2 separate regions of the Sus scrofa genome follow, and region 1 is linked to region 2. The links are chromatin contacts, called in public Hi-C maps. All regions are on one chromosome and are shown on one strand. Each heading gives the region's core, a stretch centred on a gene start, on an enhancer-like site or on the middle of the called end of the contact. The rest is flanking DNA. Distances are from core to core; before and after follow the strand shown.

Region 1 (3,484 bases), core at 186-2,685, 540 kb after region 2:
GATGTATTTTGAGAAACTCGTGAAGGGAGGTGAGAAAAAGGATGGGGAGGGGCTGGAAGATTGGGACACGAAGGGGTGAGGTTATCTCAGCTCCCCCACCCCCTCCCCAACACTGCGCCATCCTCCTGCCCCCTCCTTCTATCCAGCCTTATTCCCATCTCATGTAACTGGGGGGGAGGGGGTAACTCTGGAACTAGAGGTGACCTGAAGCAAGCAGGATCCGTGTTAGACTTAGGGAAGGACTTGCACGATCTGGTGAGGTGGACTGAGGGTCAACTAAAGATAGGGTCAAGGCTGTAGGCAAGAGGACAGGGTCTGAGGGAATGGTGGCAGGGGCATGATGCCCATGAGGCCATCTCCTCCTCGCGCTGTGGTCAGATATTTTTAGGCTTCGCCGCAGCTGAGTAATTTCTCTGACTTGGAGCCAGGGCTGGGGTTGGGGGTGAGAGACTTGGGGGGGTGTCCAGATGGCTCTGGGGACACCCAGGTCACCGGGGTCATCTCCTCTTAGCTCTAGCCTGCACCTTTGGGGGAGTCTGTCCTACCCGGGAGCCTAATTTTTGGCCTGCAACTCCATTCTCCACCAGAGACCCAGGATACCCTGGCTTCTTCCTCCCAGCTTAACTCTGCTCAAGGACAAGGACCAATGGGCCCCAATCCGATTTAGCTTCAGATTAAACTCTCTGAGGGATGGAAACTGACAAACACACAGAGATGGAGAGACCCAGCTTGGGGAATACAACCCCAGAAAGATGGTCAGAGATCCTGGGTGGGGGGGGGGGACCAGAAACTCAGAGAGAGAGCGTGACAAAGACCCCGAGAGGGGGGTTGTAGAGATCTTGTGAGAGCAATGGCCAGAGACTCAGAGATCAAGGGAAACAGAAGCCAAGAGAGAGGGGACAGAGATCAGAGAAAAGCGGCAGAGAGAAGACAGGCGAACAGAAACCCAGAAGTGGGGAGGGAGTCAAAGACCCCAATGGAGGGCAATATATAGTCCCAGAGAAAAGGGCAGAGCCTGGGGTGGGGCGGGGCTCCGAAAATGATGGATGAGACAGGACCAGAGAGAGCGGCGCCGTCTGAGACGGAGAAAGAAAACTGGACAGAGGTGCCCCCCCACCCGTGGGTATCGCCCTTTCAGCTGTCCGTCTGCGCCCAGGTGGGAATGACCGTCCTCCTGGACCTCGCGCTCTCCCTCGCCCAGGATCCCCACCACGCTCACCGGTGCAGCCTCCCGAGGGCGCGACCCGCTAGCTTCCGAAACTCCTCCTGGCGGAACTCCATGGTGGCTGCTCCCGCCGCCAGTCCCCTCCGCCGATCCCCCCGCCCGCGGGCCCGGGCGGCCGCGTCCGGGTTCCCGGGGTCCGCCCCGGCCCGGCCGGCCCCGCAGCTCCGCTCGGGGGGAAGGAGGCTGCGAGTGCCGGCTGCCTAGGGGCTGTCACTGGACTCCGCGCCGGGGGCGGGGTGGGAGAGGCCCCGCCCACCCAAGTCAGACCCCGCCCCTTGCGTTCTAGCCCCGCCCATCTCTTGCAGCACTCCTTCCCGATTCTCGTCCCGCCCTTCCACTCCAAGACCACGCCGCCTCTAGGTTCTGAACGCGCTTGTCTAGGTTACATCGCCTTCCTGGAGTTACTCTCCTCTCATCCATCCTCCACCAGTTCCTTCTAGCCCAGGTTTTCTCGTCTCCGGAATTCTCTCTACCATTTGGGATTTACTCCCCCAATTCAGTTCCCCCTAATTTCGTCCCCTCATTTGTCCCCTACAGTTCCATCTTACGGAGGAGCCCTCTGCGTTTCACCGTCCCAGTCCTATCCCTCGGAACTTCTGTGCCCTCTGGTTCTGCATCCCACCTCATCCTCAGTTCCAACTCTCTCATTCAGAGGCTTCTCTCATTCAGAGAATCCATCCCCCACCCCCGACTCCTGTCCCCATTTCGATCCACCCATTGTCCCCTCTAGTTCTTCTTCATTCATTTTCTGTACCCTTGACTCCCATCCACCTGTTTGCATCTTTCCCCTTTTGAATTCCATATCCCTCCGGTTCTATTTCCCTTCTAGGCTCATCCCTCCTTCCAGTTCCTTTATTTCCGATTTCCTTTCCAAGTTCCAGCCACTACATTTGTGTCCCCCCTACCTCAGTTACCGGCCATTATTCCCTCCCTCGCTTAGGATCCATCCCAGCCCTTTGAGTTCTGTACCCTTCTCCTTGGATATTCCTCCACCCCTTGAGTTCTGTCCCCTCCCCTGGGATCTGTCCCTGTTGTGATTTTTGCCCCCACCCCCTGGAATCGGCCTCGGGAATCTGTCCACGGGCTCTGTACCTATGGGATCGGTCCCCGCCCCCTGAGTTCTTACTCCACCCCTGATATCCAGCCCCGCCCCTCTGCGGTTGAACCTGGACTCTTCCTCTGTCTCCAGCAAGCAGGCAGGTTCGGCTTCGCTCCCTTCGCCGCCAGCCCCTCTCCCTGACGCTGAGTCTACCTTCAGCTCCAAGCCCCAAGAGGGTGCTCCTTTCCTCGCCGCCTCCCTGCGACGAGCCAAAAATGCATTTGGGATTAAATTTTCATGATGTGTATGGCATAGGTCCTCCAGGGAGTGGGAGGGAGAAGCCAGCGCGGCGGGCGGGCGCCAAGGACAGGGTGGCCCGGCAGCCACTGTTGGCCGCGGCCTCTCGCCTCTAGCTTTGTCTCATTGGGTCTATGTCACAATTTTGCCAACGTTTTAAAAAATCCTGGATTCCCAGGGAGGAGAGGCTGGGGTCTGGGACTCCAGGGTCCGAGGGAGGAGTAGCCCGCGGAGCCGTCCACACGCGCCACCCTGTGGCGGCAGAATCCCGGGTCTGCGCGCGGAGGCGACGGTCGCGGCTCTGGGCCAGGTGTGAAGGTAGAGCAGATGGTGAAGAGGAGGGAGTGGGAAGGGGGCCCAGCCGCTGCCAAATCCCGGGCGGTCGCCGGAACCATCACCATGGCGACCGAGGAAGGCAAAAAGGACTCAGCCCCACACTCGCGGCCTCCCACGGAGGATTCCTGTGCAAACTGCAGGTCCCAGCGGCCGCGGGACTTCGCTGTTTGCTTGCGAGAGCCTCTGGGAGTTGTAGTTTCGGAGCCAGTGAAGCTGCGTTGCGCCCTCTGGTGGACATGGCTCCCAAGTTCGCTCCTTCGGAGGCCCAACTGACCGTACCCAATGGCATCCCCCACTTTTCACCTTCTACTCCCCCTTTCCGCATCCAGTTCACTCACGTGCAGCCACCCTGGCCTCACAATTCTAGCATCTGCCACCGAGGCTCCTGCATTTACCGATCCTCCTAGGGCTCACTATGGAAGAGAGTGTTGGCAAGCATTCTTGACTCAACAAATAATTTGAGTTCCTACAGCGCATCAGGCCCTGTCATACCCTAGGGGACATAGCTCTAATTAGAGTAACATCGGGTATTGAGGACCACCAGTGGAGGGCACTAACTCAGCCAGGGAAGATCAGAGAAAGTCTGA
Region 2 (3,305 bases), core at 652-3,151:
GGTTGAGGATGCTCCCAGCATCAGTCCCTCACCATCCGGGAAAGCGACAGGGGTGGCCGGTTGGTGCGACTCATGAACAACCTCTTCAGCACAACTTGATTGAAGGTGGAGTTGGTTCGTCTGGCCAGAAACCTGTACAGCTGGAGAAGGAAAAAGGAAGAATGAGGCCCCAGGGCAGCCGACTCCCCCATGGCTTTCTAACAAAGGGGCAAATGACTGAGGGCTTCCCCCATCCTGCTGAGCCCAAGGGAGCGAGCTGGCCCAGATCTCTCCTGGCTGGAGACCCAGAAAACCTCCCTCCCCATCCAAGGTCAGAGGATGAAAAACTCTGGACTCCCCAAAAGCTTGGAGAAAGAACCAGTGATTCGAGCTTGGACCAATACTGCCACAGAGGCTCTGGAACCTGTAGTTCGGGGGTGGCCTTGTCTAAGGGTCTCAGGCCCAACCTCACCTTGACCAGCAGCCTCAGGTAGATGTCCTGGCTCTTGGGCTCCTTGCGTCGAACCTTTCGGTCCTTGTTGTGGCGGATGTCAACTCCCTGCAGGGGTGAAGGGAAGACCATGAACCCAGCCCTGACTCGATCCTCACCTCACAAACATTCTCAATGAGCCCTTACCTCTGAGCAAGAGCTAATGCAGTCTCTGGAGACAACGAACTCCAATCTGACACTCGGAGAGCTCTGGGAAAAACCACTTAACCCCCTACCCAATGACCCCTTTGTAGAAAAAAACTAATTCAACATAAGCCTTCAGCACATGACACACAGCACACACCCTGAAAGACCTCAACAAAGGAGCCACACTGACTCAAATTTTTAGTTCCAAAGAACTAAACTGTGTTTTCAGGGATGTATTATTTAAGCACCCCAAACTCACTCCGAAAAAGCAGAACCAAAATCACTTAAACCAAAGGCAGACTTAAAAAGGTATTACGGTATCAATGAACTTTTTTTTTCAGTAATCCGTACAAAACTACTTCTAGGACTTTTCTTATACTATCTCCTTGAATCCAACAATCTTTTATGAAGTTAGTTTCCCACTTTAGCGCTAAAAAAAAACTGAAAGCAGCCTACGATTTCCACTACAGCCCCTGCCTACTTGCCTAAAGAGGTTTTTTTTTGTTTACTATGCTATTAACTGGAAAGAGGTATTTGACCACTGATACCTCCAGCACTTAATATACGCAAAAGCCTACAACAAGCACACTTCCCGGGACTTATTTCTTCCCAAACTCACATCTGTGAGACATAATTACTGGGCCCCCAATGATAAAGTCAAGATGCTTTCCCCGCACAGAAATGATACGTTGGGCAGTGAATTGAGATTCGAATCGAAGCCTGCCTGGTCCCCACACCCAGGCACCAGACGCTCAGCAACTCCCCCAGAACCCAGCTTTCCAGGCCGGGGAGTGACAGGTCCAAGGGCAGCACAGGCAAGAGTGGCTGTGGGATCAGCGCCTGGGTCCGAATTCTGACTCCGCTCTTTATTGTCATTACGTTACCGGTCATATTTAACTCCCTTACCCCTCAAGTTGGTCATGTACTCAATGGGAACCATAAAAGAATACGGGAGGACGAGAAATTGACGACTCCCATTTCTGCTCTTCAAGCCCCCAAAATAGCTCCCCAGCCCGGGAGTCGCTTCCTTTGGACACCCTGGGACCCCTGCCTCCCTCTGGAACATCCTCGGTCCCAGACCGCAGCGGATGGCAACGGATGATCAATGCCCAAACTCCGCAAAGCGCGCTCACCATGATGGCGCCTCCTCCTTAGCCAGGTCCGGAAAGAGAGACAGGGAGCTAGGGTGGGCGGGGAAAGCCGTCAGTGAAGGGCTCGTACGTGACGTCACATGGACGCGACGCGGCACTCTACCGCGACGCCCGCCCTCTCTATGGTGATCGGAGGACCGGCTAGATAGACGCCTCCGGAATTGGGTGTCGGTTCCCTGGTCCCTAGGAGGGAAGGGTCTGTACGTCGGGGCCTCTCTGGCCATATCCAGTCTCTGTTCTCGATAGTCTTCCGGAAGAAAGGGCGCTGGGAACGAGGGAGATGTCGCGCAGAAGTAGGAAGACGCGTCGTGCGTTGACGCTCTGGCCCGACGCCGACGGCCTCTCGGTGGCTCCCGGAGGACCCAGCGGCCCGAGTCTTGGAGGTGAGGAGGCGGGGCTGGCGGGACCAGTCCGGACGTAGGGAACCGTCTGACCCCAATCTTTGAGCGTTTCCTTATCGGGTTCACCTCTGCCTTGTCTCGTGCCGCGCTTGCCAGGCGCGGCCGCAGCTTGAGAAGTCTTGCTTGAGGTCTAACCCGAGATCTTCTTGCTGCAGTCCTGTCTGTGGCATCCGGTGTTTCCACCTTTTAGGTTCAGCTTCACCCTCTTCTCCCAGATGGCCCTTCCTTAACCCCTCCTCAGCCTCTGCCACCCGGAGGCTGCTTCTCCCAGCCAGAGAGTTTCAAGTGGCCCAGCGGGTTCGGTATGAGGGATGTGCACGGTACTGGAGCGCAGAGGAGGCAAGCTGAGGCTGCGGGCTGGGGCGACGCGGTGGAGAGAAAAAAATTCCTGAAAAAGAAAAGTGGAGAGAATTAGAGAGAGGGAGACCGAGATTCAGAGGAGGGAAGGAATGGAGACCCAGAGGGGAGTGGACAGAGACGGAGGGTGGGGGAAATAATGACGGGAGGTGGGAGGATGTTAGAAAGAGAGGGAAGATGGAGGTCTAGGGAGAAGCAGAGACAAATTCAGTTCCTTACTAAGCATAAGACCTTGGGCAAAACCTTTTTTTGTGTATTACTTTCCTTATTTGCAAGAAGGGGATGATAATAGGCCTGGCACATGGAGTGTTTTCTAGCATTATATAAGTTAGTTTAAATGCTTGGGACAATGCTTTGTACTTCTAAGCGCTGAGTTAACAATTAGCCTCTAATCCTGTTGGCTCTCACTGGGGAGGTGGAGAGGACCAGATGGACTGGTTGGGGCAATGAGGAAGCTGACTTGTCCATTCTTGTCTTCCTCTTCTGGGAAGCCCTGCCCCTTGGGCCCCCAGCACTTGGGGCTTGGCCTCCTCTTCTCTGCCCTTAATACTCCTACTTATTCATCTCTCCTCCCCAGAGCCACAGGCCAAGCCTGGACCATGATGCCTGACTCCTTGCCCATACCACCCTCCCATGGCCTCCCAGCCGGGGCCACGTTGATGTTGTAACACAGCAGGGGGCCTGCAGACGAATGGATTCCTTAAAGCAGAAGAGGAGCACGATCAGGTAAGGGTCTATCTGCAAGTCAAGATAACCATACCTTGGGACAGTTTTCTTCTC

What was found. Hi-C and Micro-C count contacts between places; a contact is called where the count stands out from the background.
Region 1: a Hi-C map of retroperitoneal adipose tissue shows a contact between it and region 2, with 2.0 times the contacts expected there. The contact joins the promoter of SLC17A7 here to the promoter of RPL18 in region 2. A contact is called at or near these places in 1 of 5 promoter capture datasets (liver), 1 of 47 Hi-C or Micro-C datasets (retroperitoneal adipose tissue) and 1 of 2 datasets of contacts at active chromatin or transcription factors (alveolar macrophages).

The regions. Positions count from the first base shown.
Region 1 is chr6:54,520,181-54,523,664 of Sscrofa11.1, forward strand. SLC17A7 (vesicular glutamate transporter 1) reads right to left here and starts at 1,436. Exons shown (of 12, transcript XM_003127311.4): 1 at 1,220-1,436. The coding sequence starts at 1,281.
Region 2 is chr6:53,976,780-53,980,084 of Sscrofa11.1, forward strand. It overlaps RPL18 (60S ribosomal protein L18), which reads right to left and starts at 1,902. Exons shown (of 7, transcript XM_021094700.1): 1 at 1,750-1,902; 2 at 452-538; 3 at 33-140. The coding sequence starts at 1,752.